Regions from separate parts of the Mus musculus genome. Here regions 2 and 3 are each linked to region 1. A link is a contact called in public HiCAR-type and HiChIP or PLAC-seq data. All regions are on one chromosome and are shown on one strand. Each heading gives the region's core, a stretch centred on a gene start, on an enhancer-like site or on the middle of the called end of the contact. The rest is flanking DNA. Distances are from core to core; before and after follow the strand shown. Region 1 holds the start of 4833412C05Rik (RIKEN cDNA 4833412C05 gene). Region 2 holds the start of Pgpep1l (pyroglutamyl-peptidase I-like). Region 3 overlaps Igf1r (insulin-like growth factor I receptor).

What was found. HiCAR-type assays count read pairs that join an accessible place to other places. HiChIP or PLAC-seq counts read pairs in DNA pulled down with a chosen protein or histone mark.
Region 2: a contact with region 1 is called in an H3K27ac HiChIP or PLAC-seq map of embryonic fibroblasts, with 11 times the contacts expected there. The contact joins the promoter of Pgpep1l here to the promoter of 4833412C05Rik in region 1. A contact is called at or near these places in 22 of 39 promoter capture datasets (the 3T3-L1 cell line, 3T3-L1-derived adipocytes, the C10 cell line and 16 more), 1 of 15 datasets of contacts at CTCF or cohesin (the NIH/3T3 cell line), 2 of 484 Hi-C or Micro-C datasets (ECoMG myeloid progenitors and bone marrow-derived macrophages), 18 of 115 datasets of contacts at active chromatin or transcription factors (the NIH/3T3 cell line, T-cell acute lymphoblastic leukemia, craniofacial prominence and 12 more) and 4 of 9 other capture datasets (adipose tissue, embryonic stem cells, liver and 1 more).
Region 3: a HiCAR-type map of kidney shows a contact between it and region 1, with 4 times the contacts expected there. The contact joins the enhancer-like site here to the promoter of 4833412C05Rik in region 1. A contact is called at or near these places in 3 of 484 Hi-C or Micro-C datasets (Sertoli cells, myocytes and primordial germ cells), 6 of 115 datasets of contacts at active chromatin or transcription factors (craniofacial prominence, embryonic limb bud, embryonic stem cells and 3 more) and 1 of 9 other capture datasets (embryonic stem cells).

The regions. Positions count from the first base shown.
Region 1 is chr7:67,801,372-67,805,412 of GRCm38.p6, reverse strand. It overlaps 4833412C05Rik (RIKEN cDNA 4833412C05 gene), which reads left to right and starts at 1,917. Exons shown (of 3, transcript NR_045954.1): 1 at 1,917-2,048. It overlaps Gm34350 (a long non-coding RNA gene), which reads right to left and starts at 2,224. Exons shown (of 3, transcript XR_391567.3): 1 at 2,053-2,224.
Region 2 is chr7:68,262,172-68,266,212 of GRCm38.p6, reverse strand. It overlaps Pgpep1l (pyroglutamyl-peptidase I-like), which reads left to right and starts at 1,980. Exons shown (of 4, transcript NM_030101.1): 1 at 1,980-2,069.
Region 3 is chr7:68,078,927-68,082,967 of GRCm38.p6, reverse strand. The region is part of intron 2 of Igf1r (insulin-like growth factor I receptor); the gene reads right to left. Among named protein-coding and RNA genes, the nearest start is that of Gm51488, 56 kb to the left of the region's middle. Within about 2 kb of position 2,252, at least 15 of the 459 cell types and tissues checked have an H3K27ac peak or open chromatin away from gene starts, as enhancers often do. A contact at or near this core is called in Sertoli cells and kidney, where this site is marked.

The DNA.
Region 1 (4,041 bases), core at 668-3,167:
GTATAATCCCAGCACTGGGGGACAGACAGACAGACTGCTGGGGCTTGCTGATCAACCTAAGGGAATATAGGTGGGCAGCGCCTGAGAAAGGAAACTGAACTTGTCCACTGCCCTCCACTAGAACATGTCCCCACATATATACATGCAACACATACAAAGAAATGCAACCAGGTACCGTAGGATGTAAGGCAAGCATGAACCTGTCACCCCAATAATTTTCAAAAGTTGTCCATAATTGTGTGACTCAGAAAACTGATGTCTTCCCAGGTGAAGAAACCCAAAGTGGGAGGTCATTAGGGTCCCTGTCAGGAGGCAGATGGGGAAGAGCTTAGACTTGTCGGCTTCTCTTTGGAGCCATCAACAACCAAGCAACAAGAACCGGTGCTGCAGACTGACCACCTAGGAGCCATTTTGGAGGTCAGTGAAAGTCCAGGAAGAGGGTCTACTGTTGATCCATCTTTAAAACGTCTCTGTGCTCTGTTTTGAATGCAATTTACCCATTTTATGCTTTGCCTCCATGTATGTATGGGCACCACATGCATGCTTGGCACCTGAGGCGATTGGAAGAAGACATCGCTTGGAACTGGAGTTGCAGATGGTGGAGAATCACCTTGTGTATGCTGGGAATCCAGCCTGGGTCACCTACAAGAGCTGCAAGTGTTCTTAACCACTACAGCCCAAATCTTGGCGTTTTGTTTTTGTTTTTGTTTTTGTTTTGAGACAGAATGTAATTATATAGCCCTGACTGGCCCTCTAGGCTCAAACTCACTAAGCCCCCTGCTTCCTGAGTGCTGGGATGAAAGGCAAGTGTTAAAGTGTTGGGAGGCCACTATGCCCTGCCAGCTCCCTGTGATACCCCTGGGCTTTACCTGGAGGAGTCACTGGAAGGGGCGGCGGCAAGGGTGGGGGTGGGGGGCGTGCGTGCGTGCGTGCGTGTGTGTGTGTGTGTGTGTGTGTGTGTGTGTGTGTGTGTGTGTGTGTGTGTGGCAGTTCTCAATCACTGAAACAAACATTGGCTTTGGGGAACCAGCATTGTCCATTACTGTTGGGGTGACCAGAGCCTTTCTAACCTCAAGATAAAATGGTGGCAATTGTTCTCTTGCAGGAAGGTGTAGGAAAGGAACCAGCCACGTGGCGGTTCGAACTTAAAAACTCTTCGGGCCACAAGGAGGAAAGTGGGTCGCTTCACACCCCCAGGCTCACGGAGAGGCAGGAAGAGCAAGGAGGAGGCGGGGGGGGGGGGGTAGAGAGGAGATTGAGAGGAAAAAGGATGGGCAAGAAAGCGAATCTCCCAGCTGGTGCAGAGCCCCACACGGTGCCTTACTGACACACATCCAGAGATTCGAGTCCCCTGAACCCGCGTGGGTGACTTTGAAGCAGATTCCCGCCTGGCACAGCGCACTCTCCAGCCGCTCACGTGAAATCCATCAAGGCAAAGTCACACCCTACAGCCAGAGCAATTCGGGAAGCTTGACTCTCCCACAAACAAGGTATTGGGCTCTTTCCTCCCCATTCCCTTCCTCTGAAGCTTAGCTTCTCCCTCCGCATCACTGTCCACGTGCGGACTCATAAGGCGCCCACCCCCATCCGGGCGGGTCCCCACCCTAGGGCATTGGATCCTGCGGGTTGTTTACCAGCTGGCCATCTCCCCAGACCCTGCGCGGTGCCGCCACCTGCCGGTGGGAGACTGAACTGCACCCGCGGGTGCGGGCCAGCAACTGCGGGCTGATGACCCAACGCCGCAGGCATCCGAGGATAACCTTTCCCCTTTCTTTCCAAGACCAAATAAGGGGGCTCTTGCCTCTGTGAGCTGTGCCTGTGGCGGTTAAGCCAAGGGGCGTGGAAAGGAGGATCCCAGAACGAGGCTGACAGTCAGCTAAACAACCCACTACATTGTTCCCTCCCCACATGGCCTCCTCCCTGCTCCCCGGCAGTCCCCACATGCAGCAGCAGACTAGTGGGTAGAACTGCAGGGGTATGGAGACATCCCGAACTTCAGCAGCAGCAGTCCCAGCACCCCGCCCCCAACCTCAGGCATGAAGAGCAAGGTACCTGCAGTAGCTTACTCCTGGGTGTTGCCCAAGCTCAGGACCCTCGGGCCTGGGGGTCAGTAGGGCTGAGAGAAGCCTCAGACCTTGGGGAGGGGCGAGAGAGGTGACACTTGTAGAGGAGCTAGACAGGGCTGTCAGACCTCTGAACCTTGGCATCACCCACACAGAGGGAGTCACAGTGGCTGACAGTGTTCAGTAACCACAGAAACCAAGATTTGACCTATATTTTCAAACATGGCCTCGACTCCAGCTTCCCCTCCTTGAAATCGTAGTGAAAGCGTCTGACTTGACTTGTTATGAATGCTCCTCTTGCTTTAGATTCCAGAAGGCCACCCAGAAGGCAAATCAAGAAACCTCACTAGATGGTTTGTGGATAACGGGAGGGTCCTGATGGGTTCCAGGAAGGAGTCAGAGGCTCTCCTCGTTCACTACCTCTTACCGATCACAGTGGTGACTAGATGATTGCGCTCATGTATGTGCTTTTTGACTGTGTGCACTTTGGGTGTTTTGAGTGATGAAACAGAGGGGAGCAAACCAACACTTTGGTCAGGATGACAGAGTGCTTATAGCCTGTCCGATCCGAGCCTTGATTGAGCGCTCCCTGGGTGCTAACCACTGTTCTGAATATCCCACATCATTACCATCTGCAGGTACCTCTGCTACGGGGAAGGACCACGCCTTCAGAAACACAGCCTTCCTCCTACCACCCAGCCAGGTCACTAACTGGATTCAGGCTCAGGCCTTGGGGTTCCAGAGTGTATATACCCTTGACCCAAACCCTAAATGTTCATTAATAGGGATTTGATTCGTTTACTGTACACCCATGTAATGGAATCGTCTTTGGCTGCTTAAATGGGATGTAGACTAGGAATAATTGTCAGAGGCCAAATATCCACCACACACTGTTAAATGGACACAGCAGGGAGTCAACAGCGTGTATAAGTGGATCTTGTCCTGTGGCTGTTCAGAGGGGACTCATGGCAGCACTAAACTGTGGGCCTTGGTGGGTGGCGGAACTTTAGGTGGCTAATTTTACAGGGATGCTTTCTTCCTTCATTGCTGAGCTCTTTGTGATCCACTGTCAAGGCCGTGAATAAATCCCCCACAAAGTCTTCCCTGATCCCCCGAATTGGACACTAACGACCCCCGTGTCCCTCTGGTGTGGGAACTTGCGTGGGATGGTTTCTTAGTTACATAAGCTCTCGGCTCTATTGCCAGCTGAACTGATGACTTTGGAAGGGAGACATGAGCGGTGTCTCCGGTTTCCATGTTTCCTTTGTATCCTCTGTGGGATTCAAATATTTACCTATAGTTTGGCGTCACCCAGTGCTGATGGGAGGACCCAGTGAAGAATTAATTCCATAATTAGTTGTTTGATGTTGGCCTTCTTTTAGTTCAATAAGTTCCCAAGGACAGAGACATGCTTTTCCTAGTCAGCTACATGTCCTGACACTAGGTCTGCCATAGCACACAGCCTGTAGGTACTCCATATAGGTTTACTATGCAAATGAGCATAGCCCTTCGTCTTAAGGAAGCAAAATGGGAGGGTTCTCTATGTCCAGATGTACTATCAAATAATTAAGCATCTCTACAAGGCAGAGACTCTTAGTAGGAACTGGTTCTGGCTAGCAGGGCAGAAAGGGACAGTTTGGAACTGACAAGAAGGCAGAAGAGGCTTTAAAAACTGGGCAGGAAACAAAGGAAATCAAGCTGAAGGAAGACCTAGTCAGAGATACTAGGAAATAGCAGCTGGTTCCAGCACCCCTGAGCACCGTTCCCTGCTCCCACAGATGTTGCCAATGTATCCAGATGCTGCTGCAGTGGCAGATCCTGGCTTGTCACTGCCTTTTGGATCCTTTACCTGAGACTCCTGGTGTCCAGTGAAATCAGCTGGCTAAAGCCAGAGCCATGTACCTAGTGATGTACTGGCTGGTACTTAATCTGCATGCCAACAGGAAAAGCCCTGTATCCTAGCATCTACTGCCCCTGC
Region 2 (4,041 bases), core at 731-3,230, 460 kb before region 1:
GTTCTAAATGATAATAATAATGATAATAATAATAACAGCTGCAAGAGATTATAGCTCCATTGTCAAGAGAGTATAGAGTGGTATTGTTCACAACTGACACAACTGGTAACTGCCCTTAAGGGACTGCTTTCTCTCAGCATAGTAGTAAACATTCGTAAACAGGGTCGCATGATATTGTGGCATTTGTTCATCTTTTTTGAGACAGGGTTTCTCTGTGTAGCCCTGACTACCCTGGAACTTTCTCTGTAGACAAGGGCTGGCCTCGAACTCTCAAAGATCTGCCTGCCTCTGCCTCCTGAGCACTGGTAAGCCTCAGCACCACCAGCCACCACCTTTGCAAACAGGGACATTGCGTCTGTCATCTGCTTTAACTGTGGCAGGGAAGGAGCAAATCCCTCCTAACAGAAATGTGAAAAGGCCACCAAGCAGGGAGGGACAGCTCAGGATAGGGTGTTGGACAAATGTCTACAAATGCCCACAGGAATGTGAGAAACTAGGACCAAGACACCCCCTCTTTCCCACCCCACCTGCAACCAGGTCCAGTACAAAGCCCCTGAGTTCCTCTAGAATCTAGTCGGGTCTCAGCCTGGGGGGCGGGGTGGATGCGTGGGTGGCAGGGAGGGATAGAGCTGGCTTTCTCAAAACAAAAGAAGCCAGGACCCCACCTCCAGGGCCAATTAAAGGGAATGTCTCACGCGGCCAATTAAGTAGTTAACAACTACTGGGGCTCATCAGATCACCCGTGGCTGCTTCCCTGCCTCACCCGGATGGGGAGAGAGAAGTATGTTTTATTTCTCTCTCTCTCTCTCTCTCTCTAAAGATTTATTTATTTATTATTACGTATAAGTACACTATAGCTGTCTTCAGACACTCCAGAAGAGGGCTTCAGATCTCATTACAGATGGTTTTGAGCCACCATGTGGTTGCTGGGATTTGAACTCAGGATCTTTGGAAGAGCAGTCAGTGCTCTTAACCGCTGAGCCATCTCTCCAGCCCCGAGTTTTATTTCTCTCTCTCTCTCTCTCTCTCTCTCTCTCTCTCTCTCTCTCTCTCTCTCTCTCTCTCTCTCTCTCTCATAAGAGAGAGAGAGTTGTTGTTGTTTTATATATATATATATATATATATATATATATCAACAACAAACAAAAAAACAAAAACAAAACTTAAGTATTTTTGAAAAGCCAGCAGGCTGCATCAATAGGTGAACTGTCCCAAAAGTAAGGTTTCCCGTCATTGTTTCTCTGACAGATTTTAAGAGCTCAACTAACTCAGAGAAATGCCAAGACCGTGGGTGACATCGGATGGCATTTTTTTGCCAGGGAACGCAGTAGGAAGCACTTCGCAGACAGGATGAGCCAGTCTGAAGCCAGCAGACATCAGCCAGCTGGTGAGACCCTGTCGCTCCAGGCAGATGCAGCTGGGGACATGCGTGGGAGGCAGTATGCTCCGTCTAAGCGGGCGGGGGTGAGCCCCACTCCGCAGAACAAGAAAACAGAAATTTGACGGTGGACCCACTGGGTCTAGGCAGCAGGTGCTTGCAAGCACCGCCTACAGTCAGCTTCCAGTGAGTGTTTGCTGCGAGTTTGGTTGCTTGTTTAAACGCTTTGCAGAATTCAAGAACAATCATAAGCCAAGTCACACTTTCCAAACACAGGGCAATACTCCAGGCAGCAGGGGGTTCTACCGAGAAAAAAAAAAAAAAAGGAAAAAGGAAAAAAAAATCAAGGTAATCAAGAAGATAGGTGCAAAAAACAGAGAGGGTGACCCGCGCGGTCCTAGCTTGAGCGATTTCAGTGGTGGGTCCTAGTAACCCCACAGTCTTGGGACAGTTGGTTGCTATAGGGTCGAGCACCATGATGTCATGTATCCTACGGAACCAACTAAGCTGAGTCCATATTAGTTCTGGCGGCGCTATGACCCTCGAGTGTCCAAAGGCCGCCAGTTCTGCTCCCGAGGGGCGTGGCCTTTCCACACTCCCCACGTGGTCTTTTCCATCCTGGATCTCGGCTGGACCAGCCTAGCGCAGCCGGGTCTCATGGATTCGCAGTCCCGCTGCGTGGTGGTGACCGGTAAGCCCAAGTTTCCCTGCGTTCCGGGTTTTGGTTTTGGCTGCTTTCTGCTGGGGCCTGGAATGCGCACTTGCTCGACTCTGCTTGTAAACAGCTCTCCCAGGGGAACACGGGTGGCAACTGGTGTTGGTAGGAATTCCAGATGGAAGCTGACTTCCTGCTCAGCCCTATTAAAAAAAAACACAGGCTTTCCTGCCTCTGAGCCCCTTCGCCACAAATAACTTGAGTGCCATGCACGGAGGTGCCCACTTGTGGCTTAGGTTCTCTCAGACCTTGTTTGTCCTTCAGCCCCTTGGGGAGGAGCCCAGGCTACCACCTGCTGTCCCTAAGCCTAGGACCCAGTGGAGACCATCGAATTGCAGATTTAGACAGAATTAACCATCACAGGGCCTCATACCATCCTTTTTAAAGGACCAGGCCTTGATGGAGACTGCAGTCGCCAACCCCCATGGTGCTTTTGCTACTATGGAAACACTGAAATAACCAACACACACACTGGTTGTGGATGCCACTGAACACACACACACACACACACACACACACACACACACACTGGTTGATGCCTCTGAACCCCAAAAGGTCAGCCTGGAAGGAATGGTGGCTGCTCTGTCCTCCATCTCAGCCGCACATCTGAAGTCACCCCAGCCACAGGCACCTGTCATTGTCACAGCTGGTCCCTATGGGCTTACTCTTTCCTCACGATGCTCTTATTTTTAGTCAGACACCAAAGCGCTTTATTTATTTTTAGTTAGACACATTTGGCACATTTCAAGTTTTCCAACTTGTATTCGATAAAGGGAAACAAAGGATTCCTGTCACCTGTCCTAATTGAAAGCTTCTTTGATAAATACTTTCGGACAGTGATTCATACTATCAGCCTTCCAAAAGGAGGAAGGAAAAAAAAAAAAAAGAAAAGAAAAGAGCATTCTTTTGAGACACTCTTATTCCCTTGCACTTCTGATTTGTTTTTTTTTTTTTTTTTTTTATTTCGGGTCCAGAGATGGAATGGCTCAAATTACATTTGACGTCCTCAGGAAACCATACTCTTGGTAAAAGCAGTGCCTGTCTCAAATGAAATATGGGCATGGAAATGTGCTGCCCCCTCTTGGACTCACGTCTTTCCCTACATTTCTCTCATCAGCCAGCAGTTGCTGGGAGTCAGGCGCCATTGGGAAATGCCCACTGGATCCCAGAGTGTGGCCTGCCTTTATTAGTAATGTTTTGAGTTTGCCGGAGGACAGACTCTTCATTTTATTGGAGCCCCTAGTTGTGTAAATCTTGTCTTGACAACTGGTATGTAGACAGATGGTGAAATGCAAGGATTCTAACAAACAGCCTTTAGATTAAGGTGTTGGCTGGGACCAACAGTAAAATGAGAGACCAGGCGAACCTGCAGTCCTCCCCAGGGTTCGATGATTCTACCACATTTTCTGGCTGACTACCCAACTCTATTCCAAGGCAGTCTTGATGGGGAATGAGGCTTAGCCCAGCAAAACAAGACCTTCTAACCTTGCTCCCGGAGTTGTCTTTCCTAATTTAAAACAAACAAGGATGTAGTTTCCTCAAAGCTGAATGTGGTTCTAAAGTGTGTGAAATGTGTGTTGATGGGTTTTTAATGATCCTAGAGGAAGCTGGCTTCTCGGTCTTTCTACTTAATCTCAACATTTTCTAAGCCGTTCTTTAGAGCTGCAGGTTCCCACAGCAGCTGCAAGACTGTGTATCCTATCAGTCAAAGCCAGATGGTAGTCCTGAGATGGTGGGCCATTCTGTTGAAAAGCTTTCTGTCCCCTGAAGTTTTTCTCCCTAGGAACCAATCCTGATGATGGGCCACGACCAATACACTCAGCAGTTGCCAGGCACAGCTGGATCCCCTCTCCAGTGCTGCTACCTACTCTAGAGGCCCTGGGGTCCAGCGACTTGATGTAGCATCCTGATCTTTTACAGACTGGAAAGTGTGGCAACTGAGAAGTAT
Region 3 (4,041 bases), core at 1,003-3,502, 280 kb before region 1:
CAAATAGATGTATTTGTCAAGAGTAGTGTTGTACATACAGATGCTCTTTCAGCTATTATGACCGATACAAGGGAGAGGGGCCTAGAGGGACCTTGTTTCTCAGCAGGTTTACTGCCCTACGGGTAGAACCCAGGCCCTACCACATGCTAGGCAAGTGCTCCAACACTGAACTATAGCCCCATCCTGGGCTCCTGAGAATACCACACATGTTGGTTGGTCATACCCAGTGGAAGGGTTCAGAAGGAAAACCAAGTTATTAAATATGTTACTAACTAGCAGCTTAACAACTGTCACTGCAGATGACCAAGTTTACAGAGGGCCAGCAGTCTCTGCGTAAACAGTCACCACAGCTGCCTGGAGGACACAGCTATAAAATAGGACTCCATTTGCAGCCTGAGGACTAGTAGGCTTTGGCTACACAGCCCACGCAGTAGGAACATCAGGTCACTTCATTTGAAAGAAAACAATGGGCCTGAGGTGGTCACACAGGCCTTTACTCCCAGCACCTGAGAGGCAGGAAGATCTCTCTGAGTTTGAGGCCAGCCTGGTCTATAGAATAAGTTCCAGGGCTACATAGAAAAACCCTGTCATGAAACCAACCCTCCACCCACAAAAAAAGGAGCACTGCTTGTGTGGTACAAGCTGTCCACTGACCACAAAGGCGACCATACACATACAGAGCTTTGGGACCCACACAGGATGAGGGGAACATTAAAAGTGGGACTCATTCCAACACCAACCAGCACCCCATATACAGGAAGAAAAGAGGTGTCTCCTCAAAGATGCCTCAGAAGCGGGCTTTTCAGAACTTCGACAGACAGGACTCTGTCTGTGAGGGTGAGCAAACACATCCAGGAGGAACAAGCACCTGGCTGCACCAGTCATGAGATCCCACTGCTAAGTCATGCATGTGACGTTCACACTGCACCAGTCGTGAGATCCTACTGCTAAGTCATGCATGTGATGTTCACACTGCACCAGTCATGAGATCCCACAGCTAAGTCATACATGTGACGTTCACACTGCACCAGTCATGAGATCCCACTGCTAAGTCATGCATGTGACATTCATACTTCACCAGTCATGAGATCCCACTGCTAAGTCATGCATGTGACGTTCACACTGCACCAGTCATGAGATCCCACTGCTAAGTCATGCATGTGACGTTCATACTTCACCAGTCATGAGATCCCACTGCTAAGTCATGCATGTGACGTTCATACTTCACCAGTCATGAGATCCCGCAGCTAAGTCATGCATGTGACGTTCACACATCAAAGTGATCAACCAGTGTGATCAACAAGTGTCTCCAGGAGACAGAAACCGGCGGGACTCTCAAGTCAAGTCACCTGGCAGAGGCTAGGTTGGCAAGCAGAGGTTGAAATAAGGAAGGGCTTGTTCCCTTCGTTCTCATTTCAACATTGTGGCATTTCAGTGTGCTTCTACAACAAGCAGTAAAGCCCCAATGTGTCTCCCCCTCACTGCTGCAGGTCGTGGGACAAACTTGGCTATAAACCACACTGCAGAGCCACTGACTTCAGTACTGCCTCTATTTCTATGTCCTCCTGGAGTATTATCAAACATCTGGATCGTTCCCTGTAGAAGTGACAGCTCATAGAACACAGCTTTCCCTTTAGATTAGTGAGGCATGGTGTCTGCAGTCCCAGGTACTCAGAAAGCTGAGGTAAGGGGGCAGCCCGATTCCCATATTAAAATAACAATGACAAAAACATTTTTTTCAAAGAAACACATACTAATATGTAATAACACAATACGTAAGGATTTGCATATTGTTACCTACTGGCGCATGTGAATGACCTTTAAGACAAAAAAAAAAAAAAAAAAAAAAAAACTCCAACTGTTTACTTCAAGCCTAGAACAAAGTTAAAGCAGCACGAGATGCTGTTTGCTGTATGTTTTTCTTCTCCTGCCCTCTTTCACAATATTTATTTGAACCTTACTGTTTCCAAACAATCTGTTACTGCTGCAGTATCAGTCTTTCCAATATTCCAGCTCCCCCACTTTCTTTGCTTATGGATCTGGAGATTAACTATTATGAAATGTCACCATGATTTAGTAGTTAAGACATCAGCAGATTCAGATTATTCCTTGAGCAAGTACACAGTGAGGTTAAGGTCAAGGAAACACACACACATGGTTTCTGCCAAACTACAAACGATGTTAGGGCAAGTGACCCACTCCAAGCATGGAAGACCAGCAGGGGAGGCTGCAGGGGAGGAGGCTGCAGGGGCGGGAGCCCGGGAGCCCACTGGCCACACAGCAGGAGTGCTGATAGCTACAGAGCCAGCAAGGGTGAAGAGGTGAGGGCTCTTGATTCAAGGACACACTGGGCACATTTTCCAGTTGGAGAGTTACAGTGAATTAAGGTCACTTGGTATTTCAAGTGTTTCCCAAACTGTGTCTGAAATCACTCCATTCTGAAAAAAAAAACGGTTACTGATCTCGCAACTACCAAACAGCAGCAAACATTTGCACAAGGGTTTCTAGTGGCTGCAGGTAAACAGGCCTTGGATCACCTTACCGTGGAGATGGAACTGTACAGACAGGTCACTTTCCTGCTGCCGGAGGGAGGCAGTCTCTATACCAGTTAATCTTCAAGTCCACTTTGTATATAAAAATAGTCGTAGGCTCACTGTAGAGAATCATTAAGCCATTCACAGAGTTTCGTGGCAGGCACAGTTCTTTCTCACACATGACCAATCTGAGGACCACCACCGACAACTTCTCATAGCACAGAGTAGAAGTTACACCCATACATTTTTAGGTGGAATCGCCTCACAGAGCTGGCATGAAACCTACACCTGCCTGAGAAATGCCTTGGGGCTCTATCTACTACAACCCCAAACTATGACCAAGAACCAAAGCCTGTACAACTCTAGACTACTCCTTGTAAACGACCCAGAGAAAAGTGTCTGGCACATATTACCTTATAAATCACAGCTACTGGGCACCACTGCTCAGTCACAGAGCTGAACTCAGAGCACACTGCAATTTCTGAGTGCCCTCTCCTTTCCTGACAGGAGCCTCACGTATATACATAGGCCATATGCCTCACTCCTGAACATGCTGCCTTCTCTCAAAAACTCAAAATTTGCTTCTACCACCACCCTCTTTGTGCCTTTAAAGAAAAGCATTGATGTTTGAATCCAGGAAAGAATAAATGTGTATATTTTAAAATATTCCACTTTGAGAAGAACCAAAGACTCAAAGGTGCTTTCTTGGAATGGAATTTATGTCCGCTGGAATAAGAGGGTATTAATAACATTTTCTTCCTTCAGGCCTCTGGAGGGAAACTACAGACCAATGTCAGCACAGTGTAATGGATATGAGACAAAGGAGGTTTCTTCCATAAAATATTGTGCATTAGGGTTTATATTCTATGCTATAAATATTTAGCAGAGGGTAATATGACATTTACTAATATTTCTATCAAAATAGCAGTATCTTAACTGTCATTTTGGCAGGCTTGTGCCTCTCTCTGTGATACTGTAAGAAAGCATTGACTAAGCATCGCTCTTTTTTTTCCCTAGAAATGTATTCTGCGTAGCACTACCACCAGAGTTAACCTGAGACTGTGACTCAAAGGGTATGATACAGCCCTAACACTACATCATCACTGGAAGGAAGGGAAGGGTTTGGTGGGAGAAAGTGACTTTGCATAAGCCTCCACTTTCATTAGCAAGCTCTGAAAATGCTTTTGAAATGGATGAGTTTACTGATACACGTTCTTTTGTAAGTGCTTGTTTCTCCGAGAGGGGAGACCTCCTGTTAACAGCTGGTGTTCACATGTCACCTCTGACAGTGGGATCTGCAGATCCACGAGCACTTGTGCTGGGTAAGAAGCAGCTTCATTGTCACACTGTGCTCCTGGTGGGGGTTTTGTGAGGAGAAGGGGAAACCTGGAGAATTCAGACCCCTTTGACAGTAGTGACCTGGCCCTAGAGGTCCCCAGTGGTGATTCTGGAGAACAGTCCAGCCTTTGTGTCTGCAGAGAAAAGAAGGGCCTGAGATTTTCTGGAG